Regions from separate parts of the Mus musculus genome. Here region 1 is linked to region 2. Evidence: chromatin contacts called from public HiChIP or PLAC-seq data. All regions are on one chromosome and are shown on one strand. The core of a region is the stretch at or near the end of the contact, and the rest is flanking DNA. Distances in the headings are between cores, read along the strand shown.

Evidence for each region. HiChIP or PLAC-seq counts read pairs in DNA pulled down with a chosen protein or histone mark.
Region 1: an H3K27ac HiChIP or PLAC-seq map of embryonic stem cells shows a contact between it and region 2, with 5 times the contacts expected there. The contact joins two enhancer-like sites. A contact is called at or near these places in 1 of 39 promoter capture datasets (second pharyngeal arch cranial neural crest), 5 of 484 Hi-C or Micro-C datasets (bone marrow-derived macrophages, dorsal root ganglion neurons, embryonic stem cells and 1 more), 5 of 115 datasets of contacts at active chromatin or transcription factors (embryonic basal ganglia and embryonic stem cells) and 1 of 9 other capture datasets (embryonic stem cells).

The regions. Positions count from the first base shown.
Region 1 is chr6:97,716,840-97,724,300 of GRCm38.p6, forward strand. No RefSeq gene overlaps it. Among named protein-coding and RNA genes, the nearest start is that of Gm24565, 9.9 kb to the right of the region's middle. Within about 2 kb of position 1,897, at least 17 of the 459 cell types and tissues checked have an H3K27ac peak or open chromatin away from gene starts, as enhancers often do. A contact at or near this core is called in embryonic stem cells, where this site is marked.
Region 2 is chr6:97,526,063-97,533,458 of GRCm38.p6, forward strand. It overlaps Gm46970 (a long non-coding RNA gene), which reads left to right. Exons shown (of 5, transcript XR_003956336.1): 2 at 5,440-5,609; 3 at 5,854-5,955. It also overlaps a transcript of Frmd4b not described here. Among named protein-coding and RNA genes, the nearest start is that of Gm25852, 18 kb to the right of the region's middle. Within about 2 kb of position 3,384, at least 34 of the 459 cell types and tissues checked have an H3K27ac peak or open chromatin away from gene starts, as enhancers often do. A contact at or near this core is called in embryonic stem cells, where this site is marked.

The DNA of each region.
Region 1 (7,461 bases), core at 647-3,146, 190 kb after region 2:
ATGGGGACTCAATATGTACATCTTTCTTGTCATTATTCTCCAATAATATAGTAAAGGAACTATTTCTATACATTTCCATTGCATAGGGTAGGATAGATAACCTAGGAATAAGTTAAAGTATGTGGGAGGATGTTTGTAGGTTAGATGCAGCCATGAAGATACATCGTCATACAATGGACTTGAGCATCTGTAGATTTTAATATCCCGGAAGGATCCAAACCTGGCCTTTGTCCCTGTTGTCCTTGTTTTCAGGAATTCTTATACAAAATTTTAAGTATTTATTCTGTACCAACATACAGTCCCTGTACATACAGTCCTTGTATATATTTGCTGGACTTGAAAAAGATAACTTCTTTCAAGTTTCTCGTGTACTTTGACCATATTGAAATACCCAGTCCTCTTATCCTTCCTTTTCCTCTCCTGCTAATCCCCTTCCTCCTCACCTCCTTCTTCTTTCATGACATCTCTATGTGATTTGATGTGTCTATATAGGATCTAAGATCTGCAAGAAAGAGAACAGTGATCTTTTTCTGAGTCTGGCTTATTCTAATTAACGTGAGGATCTCAAGCTGTATCTATTTTTCTTGTAAGCAATACAGTTTCATTCTTCTTTATGGCTGAATCAAATTCCATTGTCATATACACCACATATCCATTATCTATTCATCTGTTGACAGACAACTAGGCTGATTCCTCAAATAGGCTACCAATAAACACAGGCAAGAGTGCCCCCAATAAAAATAGATACTGTATACACACATCGTGAACATAATGCTCAAATGTCACTTCCTCTGTCACACCACCCCTGACTCCCTGAGCCAGATTTAGCAATGTTTTTTCTTCCATATCTTTAGTATACTTTACTGTGTCTAAAAGCAGTTATCAGCCACCAAGAAAATGAAGCAAGATCTTTAAACATCCAAATACAAAACCAGCCTAAGTCAAGGCAATTGCTTCCTGTAGTTTTGGAGTCCCAAGACCTCAAATAGCGCTTGAACACAGTACATGAGTGAATGGCAGACAGAGACTCGGTCTTAGAAATAAATTTAAGTTTCTCTTGAATAAATGGGACTCCAATGAATTTTGCATCAAAAAGGCATGGAACTCCTATAGCACCTATGTATGCATGCTTGAGCGAACATTGCTGTGAGTAGCACCCGTCAGTTTTGCCATCAGTTTTGTGATATCAGTTTCAAATCTCTAGTATAATCCAGTCTCCTCAAAAAGCTAAAACTTATCATTTTTCTGTGACATGGTTAAAGCAAAAACAAACGAAGCAAAAACAAAGAGCGGAGCTGCAAAGGACTTCTGGGCTTACATAGCTTGCAGAGCCCAGCAAGGCAAGAGTTTACCCTGTTCACTCCCATGTCCCCTGTGGAATTATCAAACGACCAGGGAGTGTGGGTGGTAACAAATGAGGAGATTCTTCTCTCTTCCTGTTGAGTCATACCTCCAACCAGAGGAAGTGACCTTAATTTGTGGATAGCTTGTTGTTTGAAATTGGAAGCTACATCACAGCCCTGCTCCTTGTGGCTTTTCCTTCCCAGCTTCATAAATTTCCCTTACATTTGCAGCCAGAGCGAGTTACTTACTGTTTCCCAATCTGGTGTTTGCACAGTACCACAGGCAAAAGTTAATATGTGCTCTGGTTTCCCCAGGGACTCCAGGGCAACAGTTAGGATAGAATTAATCTATCAATGTGGTCTCTAAAAAGCACCTCCAGGCTGGATTCTAGAACAAAAGGCAGAGGGGAACAGGGAAGATCTGTTGGTACCACCATTATCTAAATGGATGCAAATGAAGCCAAATTGAAAATGTCTGGCCTTTAGCGGAGGGATAAGAATCAACAGAGCATCCATTTGCATGTTTTATTGTAATGGTGAATCCAGACACAATGACTGAGCTGGGATACAGGCACCTCAGGAAAGCCATTGAGCCTCACGTTTACTTTCGCTGTCTTGATGGAAGGAGAGAATGGCTAGGCTTTCTGAACATTCATGAGCTTTCAAGCTGGGAGAGCTTGTTGACTGTGTAGGAGAACTTGGCAACGGTGCCAGTGAGCTAGTGAATCCCGCTAGGCATTTTTCCTGTCAGTTTGGGTCAAATGGTGGCTTTTAGGGCTGTGTAACTAACTTTTATTGAACACTAATTCAGGTACAGCACTGAGTTCTTTATATACATTTTATCACTCAAGTCTCCTGGCCCTTGGGTAGAGTCCATCCCCATTTCAACTTTACAAGGAGAAGACAAGTAAATGGGTGAGTCCAGATATAAAAACGCATTTGGCTAATCCCAGAGCCAGAGCTGTGGGCATGTGAAGTCATTACTTTTTCTACTATCAAATCATCTGTTGATTAACTCTTTTCATTCAGTAAAATTTATGGAACAAACCTATCACAAGTTGTTAAGTACCTAGATAGAAGGTAATACAAATATTATCCCAGCTTCCAAGTTCTTGTCTGTAATAAAATGCACTGGAAATAATAAAAAATAATTTTGGTTGTTTTATGAAAGCAGCAGAGGAGGTATTTTCTTGTCATCGTGCTCCTTTTCAGTAACATCCATGTTTCTCCTCCTCTTCCTCCTCCTCCTCCTCCTCATCATCATCATCATCGGGACTCTATTGAATCTTTACTGTGTGGCTGCTACTATACTTATGTCAGAGGTGGTATTAAGGACTGCTGGATCCTGAAGCCTCACATTTTAATAACACATATGTACATGTTCATGTATGTGCATATTTATGTGGGTGCGCAGCATGTGAAAATCAGCAGAACAAAGGATAACCTTGAATGTCCCTCCTCAAGTACTATTCACTTGTTTTGTTTTGTTTTATTTTGTCTTGTTTTGTTTTGTTCGGGGATCTGTAACTGGCCTGGAGCTTGCCAAGCAGGCTGGGCTGGTTGCTCAGTGAGCCCCACAGATCTGGCTATCTCTGAGTGACCAGACCTGGGATTACCAGGCAGTGCCACTGCACCTGGCTTTTGGCACATAGGTTCTGAGGCTTATACTCAAGTCTTTGTGGTTGAAATTGCAAGCACTTTACCAGATGAGCTATCTCCTCTGTTCTTAAAGCCTTATATTTTAGTCAAAGTATCTTCTGAGAATGCTAAAGGCTAAGAAAACAGTGCCTATTTAAAGATTTAAAAAATTATTGTTTGAGAGTGTCATATATATATATATATATATATATATATATATATATATATATATGTCTTGATCAAATCTGCACTGTCTTCCCTCCCCCAACTCCTCCTACACACATCCTACTTTTCTTTCCCAACTTCATATATTCTTTCTTTAAACCCACTGGATATACTTCATGCTACCAGTATGCACATGGGTGCCCCCTGGAGCATAGCACCTTATTAGAAACACATCCCTGAAAAAAGCTGACACTCATTCTACTTCAAAAGCTTTTAATTGCCAATACTCCCTAGCCAGGGGTGGGACTTCATGAGCCCCTCCCTTATTCATGATGGCAATTTGACTGACTTGATCTTGTACAGGTCTGTGTACACAGCTAAAACCGTTGCTGTGACTTCACATGTATAGCAGCCTTGTTATGTCTGAACAACCCTGTTTCACGGCAGTACTCTACAACCTCTGGCTTAACAGTCTTTCTGCCTCCTCTTCTGCAACAATTCCTGAGCTGCTGTCCCATTTAGAGCTGAGCATGCCACAGTCTCTGATTGCAAATTGACTAATTGTGCGTTTCTGTACTATTTATCATCTAATTCAAAAACACGCTTCTCTGATTCTGCAGTTAAAGATAAGCAGGTCAGAGGTAACTCAATATCATTTCCCAGCAGGACTGGGGAGATGGTTTAGCAGTTGAGAACATTTGTGTGGTTTTCGATAGCTGCTAGACAGCTCACAACTGCCTGTAACTCCAGTTCTAAGAGATTCAACACCCTCTCCTGGCCTATTTGGGCACTTGCACATATGCGGTTCACATAAACTTACACAGGTACCAACATATATAAGTAAAAACAAAACAAAATGAAAGAGAAAAAGAAAGAAACAAACAAACAAAACTTGTCCCAGTTATACCATTCCTGGACAAACCCCAAAGGACTGCATCTCCTACTATAGAGATGCCTGCTCATTCGTGTTCACTGATGCTCTATTCATAACATTCAGAAAATGGAAACAGCTCAGATGTGCACCGATGAGTGGATAATGAAAATGTTGTATGCTTACACAGTGGACTATTATTCGGCTATTAAGGAAAATAAACTTATGAAATTTGCAGGTAAATGGATAGAACTGGGTATAATCATTCAAGTGAGGTAACCTAGCCCCAGAAAGACAAATGCCACATGTCTACTTTCATATGTGGGTCCAAGCTTTGAATCTTTAGTTAGCATGCTTAAATTGGAGCACTTGTCAAAGTCTGGAAACTAGAAAGGGGCCATGAGAAGTGGGAGTATCTTAAGATGGGGACAGTAGAACACAGATTATAGTTTGAAGGAGAAAGGAAATAATGGGGCACAGAGGATATGTGCAGAGGAGGATGGGAGGGAAGGCTGAAAGAGGTAGTTAGTGTAGGGAGGGAGACCAACACTAAAGACCTTTGAAAAGCCATATGGAAGCATAGTATTTTAAAAGCTTCCTAAAGCACACACACACTCACATATACTACATACACACCACATGTGTTTGTGTATATGTGTGTATGTGTGTATGTGCATATGTGTATATGTATATATACATACCATATACATACATGATGTGTGTATGTATATATACATATAAACAGCATATATGTGTTGTATGTATGTGTATATATATATATATAGAGAGAGGTGTGGGTTACCTCTACCTCTTGTTCACTGTTGGTCAGTAAGGTTCCGTAGATGCCCAAATATTACATACTATTGTCACTGCTCTTGCTTTCCTTCTAGAACATGACAATAAGACCTGGTTGCTGAAGACATCACACTCTGAGTCTTAGGACATGGAGATATCAAGCTGGTACTATGTGGCTTCATTCCTACTGACCAGCTTTCATAGTGCTGGAAAGTTCTGCATATACTACTAAGAGGGCAAGGTTATCAACGATCTTACACAGCAGTAAACCCAGTGAGCTATGATAAGGACTGCTCTTATAAGGTATGTTCATGGGTATAATAGTGGTACAAATATTTTGGGAGTAACTGTAATGGCTTGTATATGTTTGGCCCAGTGAGTGTCACTATTATGAGGTGTAGCCTTGTTGGAATAGGTGTGGCCTTGTTGGAGTAGGTGTGTCACTGTGGGTGTGGGCTTTAATACCCTAGTCCTAGCTGCCTGGAAGCCAGTATTCTGCTAGCAGCCTTCAGATGAAGATGTAGAACTCTCAGCTCATCCTGTACCATGCCTGCCCAGACTCTGCCATGCTCCCACATTGATGACAATGGACTAAACCTCTGAACCTATAAGCCAGCACCAATTAAATGTTGTCCTTTATTAGACTTGTATTGGTCATGGTATCTGCTCACAGCAGTAAAACTCTAAGGCAGTAACCATTTCTGGATTTGCTTTAAAAAGTCATTGTAAAGCAACTGGGTTACAGCAGTTTAAGAGTAACAAATGCTTCGATACACTAAGGGCTTTGTTTTTTTAAATACTTGGAACTGACAACCCCTGCTCTTGTTCTCCCTCCTGAAGGCCAGTCTTATTGTGTACAAGGGGAAAATGAAGCTCAGAAAAAAATAAGTGACTCATCTTAGTATTCAGGCCTGGGTTCATTGGTTCTAAAGACCAAGGTTTTGCTTATCCAGAATTTTCTCAGTAGAAATGTTCCAAATGACTCCAAGCTGCTACTTAACTTCAATGTCAATAAGGCCTTCCTTGTCCTAAGACTCATGAGGTATTATTTTCTTCTTAATTTCTTCTGTTTTTAAGATGCTTGGTAAGATGACTATGGTGGTGGTAGCAGTGGTAGAGATGGTGGTGGAGGAGATGCTCTGTGTGTGTGTGTGTGTGTGTGTGTGTGTGCGCGCGCGCGCGCGTGCGTGTGCGTGTGCGTGTGTGTGTGTGTGTATGTGTGTATGTGTGTATGTGTGTGTGTGTGTGTGTGTGTGTGTGTGTGTGTGTAGATGGAGCCAAGAGGAAAAAGAAAGAAAGATTCTTAGAGACAAATGTTGTGGATGGCCCTGATGCTGTTTGAATATTGATGTTAATTCTGCTCTCCCAGGAGGAGTTGTCTGAAGTGAGGAATGAGTCATGTACTTAGGTGACTTATTGTGAACCTTCCTTTAATGAATAAAGAAACCAATCACTGGGAGAGTAGGCGGGACTTCTGGGTTGGAGAGAGGAAGAGAAGAGGGGCAGGAGAGGGAGACTTGTTTTGGATGGGATGGGAAGACAAGATGTAGCTACTAGTGAACCCCAGTTTAGATGGCGAATCCGCTTGTCACTGGAGGATTTAGATTTAATGTGGTATACAAGATTTGGATTCTAGTTGTTGCACCCAGCGGTTGATTCAGAACTAAATTTGTGTGGTGTTTTCCTTCACGCGGGGGCTCAACTGGGTTCCAGAGAGAAAGGTATGGTGGCAAAGCATGGGTTTGCAAGAAGTGTACCCCAAAAGGCTGTGGGAATTTTGAAGAATAGGGTTGGTGTGGTAGTGACCCACCAATGGGAACTTAGCAAGCTGGGTGGAGAGATTTCAGAGCTCTGAGTAGAATCTCCATTAGATGAGAACAGTCTGCCATGCCCACCAGTGCCTGACAGGCAAGCCCACTGAGGCCTGCTGGTGTAGTGTGGATTGTTTGTGGTTGTTTTGTTTTGTTTTGTTTTGTTTTTATATTTCCTGCAACAGACAAAAGAATTGCCAAGGACCTGGTGGAGCCTATTTAGCCTACTTAATAGACTGTGAGGTTCTAGCTTTCATGTGCTGATAACAACTTGCCTCTGGAGGGGTAAGCAGCCAGGGAGAGACACTTGGAAGGAGAAGGAGAGCTTCCATGTTTAGTGTACCCTTTAACCTTATGTATCCCAAACCAAAAGCTTGCTACCCGAGTGTCTTAGTTAAGGTTTTACTGCTGTGAACAGACACCATGACCAAGGCAAGTCTTATAAAAAACAACATTTAATTAGGGCTGGCTTACAGGTTCAGAGGTTCAGTCCATTACCATCAAGGTGAGAGCATGGTAGTATCCAGGCAGGCATGGCGCAGGAGGATCTGAGTGTTCTATGTCTTCATCCAAAGGCTGCTAGTGGAAGACTGACTCCCAGGCAACTAGGGTGAGGATCTTATACCCACACCCACAGTGGCACACCCATTCCAACCAGGTCACACCTATTCTAACAAGGCCAGACCTTTAGATGGTGCCACTCCCTGGTCCAAGGATATACAAACCATCACACCGAGGTCATTCCTGGAGTGTGGCTGGGCATTGGATTTAAATTCAGCTCCCAGGGTTAGGATGGAGCATTGAAAGGTGGTCTATGAGAGGAACAAAATAATTTATG
Region 2 (7,396 bases), core at 2,134-4,633:
GTGGCCACCTGTGAGGTCCACGAGGTGCTCCTGGAGCCTGCAATGACAGAAAGGCCTTGTCCCTAGGAGAAATATGGCTGAGAACCCCTCAGGGTTCAGATTCAAGGCCGGGGTTGGGGGTGGGTCTGAAAGTGAGGCGGTTTCGAGGGCTCCTAAACCTCTTTTTATGCATTCCTTGAACGTTAGTAATGTATACTTGAAAACACCAGCCAGCCTCAGGTGTGTAGAGGGCACTTGGTGAATGTTTGGTCAGGATAGGAAAGGACCAGGGTAGCGCTGGGTGCGGCACGACTGACCCCTAGTGGTGGACCTAGAGAATTCCTATTTAAAAGTCTTCAAAAAGCCTGTTAGAAAGTGTGGCTAACCCGACTCAGGATTTCATGAAAGAAGGGTCTAGGGATAAAATAACTAAGAAAAAGTTTACATTATGTAATATGTATACATTCTATCCTCTTTTTTTGGCAATTCACCCACGTTTTCTAAATGTCTGAAAGTTCTTGCAATTAAAGTAATTTAAATTCCCTTTAACACTCCAGTTTGCTTGAACATAGCTACGATTGCTCTTTCTTAAGCTCTCTTCCCACTATGTAACATACAGATCCTTGGAGGAAGGAAAGCCTGTGCATTCCTGCTTTCCCTTCAGTACGGAGACTTCAGGGAGATGTAGCTTTCCTCTACCAAGCTCCCTGCCAAAGCCGCTGCAAACCTGTGGTTTTTGGTAAGCAGCCTTCCGTTGTTTGCCATCATGACTGTAGTTAAGGAGAACGCTAAATTTTAAAACTATGTTAATTAGTAATCAAATTAAATGAAATGTTAAAGACTCTTCTTCCAGCTTGAAACAAAGTGCTTGTCGGCCTCAGGTTAGAAGCTGTGCTGCTGAAAGCCGAATTCCTTCCGGGCCTTCCTTCTAGTTCTCCAGATAAAGCCTAGAAGTAGGAACACCTGAATGAAGGGTTCACGTAGCCTACGATGCTTCCTGCTTCCTGCTTCCTGCTTCCGAGTCAGGGTTAGTGAAGCACAGTGGCCAGGTGGTTGGCAGCTACAGAGCCACTTCCCTCCTGAAGACCAGCTCTGCCTTTCTCCCAGTGACTCCTGATATGGAGCTACCCACAGTCCTTAATATCGATTCTGTGAGAAGAGTTTGGATATCAAACCCAGTGGGCATTTAGACTTCCCTGCGATATCCCATCCACAGCTGGTCAGAGAGCTGAGAATTAAGTGGTTGTTCAGGGTTCAAGCCCCGAATAGTCTGTTTCTATTAATCTTACCCTACCCCAAGGCTACCCCTTCCCCAAGGCAAAGGGGAAGAATGGTGGAAAAGGGGACAGAAAGACTATGAGTCAGGGTTACAAGCCAGTCAAAATTCCAGGCATGAAGTGAGGACAGGCTCCTGATACCCAGTCCTAGACGAGGAGCTTCCTGCAGGTGCTGGCTGCCGGGGAAGGAAGAGTCCATTTCCTTCAGGGGCGTAGCCTCTGGAAGGTTGACTGTCTCTTAGTGAGGCAGTTCTCAATCTGTGGCTCATGACTGCTTTGAGGGGTCGCCAAAGACCATCAGAAAACAGAGATATTTACATTACAATTCATAAGACTAGCAGCATTGTAGTTATGAAGTTGCCACCAAAATTTTATGTTTGAAGGTCACCGTGCCATGAAGCACTGTATTAAAGCATTCGGAAGGCTCAGAACCAGGGCACTGGTGGATGGCCCCACGCCTGTGCACATATGGACGGCAGTAGTTGGACTCAGCGAGTTATTTAAAAAGAACAAGAGGACATTAGTGTTGAAAGGGGCAGTGTTGGGGAGATCAGATTTAAAAAAAGAGAAAGAAGGGAAAGGGTCTGATATGATCAAGCTACATTGTACACACCTATGAAATTGTCAAAGAACAAACAAAATCACTAAATCTCAATCATTAACTTTGTTCGCCTGTTCATTAGGCCTAAGCTAGTTACATGTTTAACTGTGAATTAGATAGATGGATAGATAGATAGATAGATAGATAAATTGGGGCAACTGTGAAATGAATGAATGAATGAATGAATGAATGAATAAATAAATAAATAAATAAATAAATAAATAAATTGGGGCTAGAGAGATGCCCATGCCACACACTACCACTTGCCCTTCCGGGAGACCTGGGTTTGACTTCCAGCACCCACATGGTAGTTCACAACTATCCCAGGGAACTCCAGTCCCAAGGACTCTCAAGTTCTCTTCTGGCCTCTGTGGGCACCAGGTATGCACTAGGTGCGCAGACATGCATACAGGCAAAACTCCCTATATATACACAAAGATTTTTTTTTTAAAGAAAAGAAATTCACAAGTAGAATGCTTGTACAAAATTTGAGCAACACATAGGCAACTCATCTAAAGCACAGAACAGGTGCTACTTTTAAATCTTTTTCCTTTTTCTTTTCTTTTTAGTTTATTTATTTATTTTTCTTTAGGAAGAGAACCCCTATAGAATGGAAGTATCCTGTCACCTTTGGGCCATTTCACTTTTATTTCAACGTGGAAGAATAAGTGTGTTCTTTCATCTTCATCAGCGGCAATGCAGATGGTTGGAAGGTCGTGGTAACGTGCTTTCTACTCCCTCCCCGTGGACACCTCAGAGTGGGCTCACGGCTCATGCGAGGTTTTGGTAGTCACAGAACTGGGTGCTTACCTTTGCCGAATGGCTTCTCTCTCGCCCTCAGTCTGTTCTCACAGGAAGGATGCTTGGTCCGGCCTGTGCCAATGTCATCTTTTGCTTCCCCACATTATTTCTCCTGGGTTTCTTCTCTAAGCCTGGAACACAGAGAAAAGAGGCTCGGTCACTTCGGCAGCGGTTAGAAGGACCGTCAGCCTCAAGTCACTGACAATTCCAGTTTATTTCTAATTTTCCCCTGGCTGGCTACAGATTAATCACAGGTTTCGAGATTCAGACAATTAGATATTTAGAGCAAGAGCTCTCTCAAAACACCAATGACAGTGGACTGTTCTCCTTAACAACCGAAGAGGCAAACGCTGACTTGACCTTTCAGGAATCATCATATGACCCCTGGACATCTGGCGTCAGGCTGGGCTCTGTAGGGGGAGATTCTGAAGTGCAGCAAGTTACCTACAATACCATCAGGGCTGTTGGGGTAGGAGCGAGAACGTGGGATGATAGCATCTTAGACTCGAATCTCAGGATTATAGAAAGCATCGTGGCAGCTTTGAGTCTGGGCTTTGAATAGATATTGACTGTATGGTAAGGATGAAGCTGGCTGTGGGTGCTGATGAACTAACCGTTAGCGTGGGCATTGTGCCTTGAGAGCATTTGGACGTATCTATCATACTCCCTATAAAAGACACGGCTTTTCCCTGGAGGCTCTGCTTCATTCAGTAAGCACGCCTCCCCCTTGCCAATTGTTTGGCCAAACTGCTTCACACAGCAGAGGGTAAACTCTGGACTAGGAGGGCAGACATAGCAGATGTGCCTTTCATTGTTTCATTGTGTGGATGAATGAGGCTCCTGTCACACCCTCCCCTTGGCAGCTTCCCACCCACTTGCTCCTCTATAGCCCGTCACCCCCCCCCCCATGCAGGCCTGAAAGTCCAGTTGGTGCAGAAGGCAGAAGGAACTCAACTCGAATCCCTACAAGCACCTTTGCCCTGCGCTGCTCATAGACGCCACAGAATAAGTCAGTCTTCCCATGCAGAAACCATGCCAGTCAGTTTCTCATGCAATGACAAAGATACGAAATCGTTCTCTCATTTATGGTTTTAGAGGTGTACCCCCTGGCTGGCTTCCTCCATTACTATGAAGTAGAATAAAATATCATGGTGGTAAGAACATGTGGAACAGGGGGCTGCTGTCACAGGGAGGACAGAGGGAGTGAAGGGGAGAGGGGGCAGGGACAAGGCTGTTAAGGACCCACCCTCATGACTTTCCAGCTTGGCCCCGACTTCAAATATCTGTCCCACCTTCCAGTAAGAACAACACATTTTTGCATCATTCACTAATGTACTGATCCATTGATAAGCCAGAGTCCATCATTGGGGCGCTTTAACACCTGAGCCATCTGGGAGACACTTCATACCCAAACCATGACAGAAACTCGATATTTTAGGAAATCAGTTACAAATAAAATATAGTGCAGATTGGAAGTTCCGTGCAATATTTTCCAGAAACCTTTTAGAAGAAAATCCCAAGTGGTTTCAGGAAACAAGTTCATTTACTTTAATCTCCCAAAAGCTGATAGAAGCTCCTTTTATGTAAGCTGTTTTTAAATAAACATCAAAGTGCCAAAAGCTGGCCATGGTGGTTCCAACTTGCAATCCCAGTACTCAGAAAGATGAGGCAGGGGGATTGCCAGGAGCTCACGGACAGCCTAGGCTATGTTGCAAGTTCTAGGCTAGTCTGACTCTATATGAAACCTTGTCTCAGCAAAGAAGCAAAGCCAATAGGATTTGATTTAAACTGTGAGAACTGGTGTTTGGGGAGGGTGGTCATGGGAGGAGGATTTGTGCAATACAAAAATGAGAATGAGGACTTGGTCCATTCTCTTGGCCCTCGTGATTTTGGGGTAAACCATTGGTTTCAGAAAAATGTATGCTAGAGATGTATTCTAGACTAAAGCTCCACTTTGCAGATAAAATAAATGAGGGCCATCAAGAGAAGGATCGTGCAAAAGGTTACATAGTCATCTTCAAAAGATGTACACACCTCCTATTTCATTACATCTTGTGCCACACCTTTTCATGTATCTACCAGGCAACAAAAGCCCCTTGAACAGCCAAGCCTTGTAGTGCTGACATAAGCCATATTGCATACACCAAACATAGGGAATTAGTTAAACCTCTTAGGTAGGCAAACATAACACAGCTTATATAAACTCAGAACACAGGAGCAGAAAGGGAGAAATAAACAGACACTTCCTGATTACCTAGAATAGCTACTATTGATTGAAGACCAACCATAAGCCATCCAATATAGTATGCCTGTCCCCGTCGGTGACACTAATGCTTCCAGCAACTCTGAAAATAACACATACATCAGTGTACCGTGAAAACGAGAAAACTGAGCCAGGAAAACAAGATAGCCTGCCCGAGGTTGCACACAGCTAATAAGTTCTCAGATCCTATGACTCCCTTCCTGTATACACACACACCCATACACACACACACACACACACACACACACACACACACACCAACTTCCTGTCTGTGACAAGCCACTCAGCTCCACTAAGCCACAGAAATAGGCATCTGCTTAGAAACCCCAGAGCCCAGGAATAGAAGCAGCTCATTTATACTGAGCAAAATAGGAGAGAGAAGAAATGGACTTAGAGCATCGCTGTGGTTTCAACAGGCTCCTGCTTTGAACACTTGGTCCCCACTTGTAGGAAACTGTAAATTTTGGGAGCTGGGATCTGGCTGGAGGGAATACTCACTGATGTTTTAACTTTGACAGCTATTCCCGGCCCTCAGTACCCTCCGTTCTCTGCCTCTTGGCCATCATGAGCGAGAACCTCTCCTGTTACAGAATTCTGTCCGAGTGGACAGAGCCAAGTAACCATGGGGCGAACCCTCTCGAACCAGGGATCAGCACTAAGTCTGTCCTGATTCAAGTTGTTCTTTCAGGTATGTTGGCCACAGTGACATGAAAATAACCAATACAAACACTATAGGAATCTATTTTTACAATGATTCTATCACTGGGGGCATGCCAACAATCAGGAAACACACCGTCTATGTCAATGTAATTAATACACAACTTAATCCTTAAAAGTCAACAGAAGATATTTGTGATAATAGGTAAGATAAGATAAGACAAGCTCTCAGTACAATGGATGGCTTTGGGTCAACAACAGTTTTAATTTTCTAGGGTTGCCATTAAAAAGTGAGGCAGGACTGAGGACTTAAATGAACAAAATCTATCTTCTCTTGGCTCTGAAGACTGGAAGTTGGTGATTGAGGCAATGGCAGGGTGAGTTGCATGTCATCTCCTTGCTTGGCTTGCAGACTTTCTTCATGTGATCTTTCCTGTGTGCGTGCAGTCCTGGTGTCTCTCATTCTGTGTTTACCCTTCCTCCTTTTATAAGGACATTATTCAGATTGTATTAGGTCTTGCTTTAACAGACTCATTGTATTGTGAAGTTGACACAGGCGAGGGTCACCTGGTTAGGAGCATTAATTGAGACAATGTCTCTATGTATTGGGCAACAGGCAAGTCTGCTGAGTATTATTTTGATTGATAATTGATGTGGGAGTTTTCCACCCATTGTGGGTGGTGACATCCCTGGGCAGGGGGTCCTGGATGGCAAAGAAAGTAGCCTGAGCAAGCCAAAAGGAGCAAGCCAGTAAGCAGCATTCCTTCATGGCGTTCTTCCTCGAGCTCCTTCCATGACTTCTCTCAGGGGGTAGAGTGGGACTTGAAAGTTGTAAGATGACATAAATCCTTCACTCGTCCAGGTTGTTTTTGGTGATGGTGTTTTATAGAACACTTAAACTAAGATGCCCACAGAAGCCATACAGAAGAGGGCATCAGATCCCCTGGGACTAGAGTTATAAGTGGCTGTGAGCTATCGTGTGGGTTCTGAGGATTAATCTTGGATCCATTGGAAGAACAGCCAGTGCTCTTAACTGCTAAGCCATCTCTCCAGCTCTAAAATAAAATTACATTTTATGGTTTGTGTGTGTGTGTGTGTGTGCGCGCGTGCACATGTGCAGTGTGTTGTGTGTCCTCTGGGGTTTAGAAGCAAGCACCTCTTCTTACTGAAGTATCTTGTTGGAGCCATAGGTAACATTTTTAATCATTAACAATAGTTTTTATATAAGTATAAAGTGAAACTGTATACAAAACCAAACAAAACCTGCCACCACCACCAACAACAACAAAAACACTGAAAAAAAAAATCCCTTGAGTAGAGTCGGGTGGCAGAGCCCATCACACCGCACTGGCCTCAGCACAGCCAGCTTTGACTTCAAAGTTGCAAGCGATAAATAAGATCTTCTTTGAGCACTAGATGAGACAGTTGGCTTCATGTGTTAACACTCAGCACATAAAGATGCTCTGTTAACAAACAGAGCACTTTACACATAAAGTATACGGAAAAGCTTCTGAGAGGGCCCAAAGCACAGGAAGCAAAGGTTGCCATCTCTTGAATTTGCCTCTTGAATTTGCAGACACTAAACACATAAGATAAGAAGCCACTAAAGTTGGCTTCATTCCTTAGCTTCTATCACCAGGGAGTCTCCTACCCCAGTACCCACCCCAACAAAACCATGTTATATGCACCACATCTGGGCAAATGCTGAACCTAGCCAGGGTGTTAAGATGCTAGCAACTAGTCAAAAAACAAACAAACAAACAAACAAAATCAAAAAAGCATAATGTTTAGCACTGATTATAAAGGAAACTGCAAATT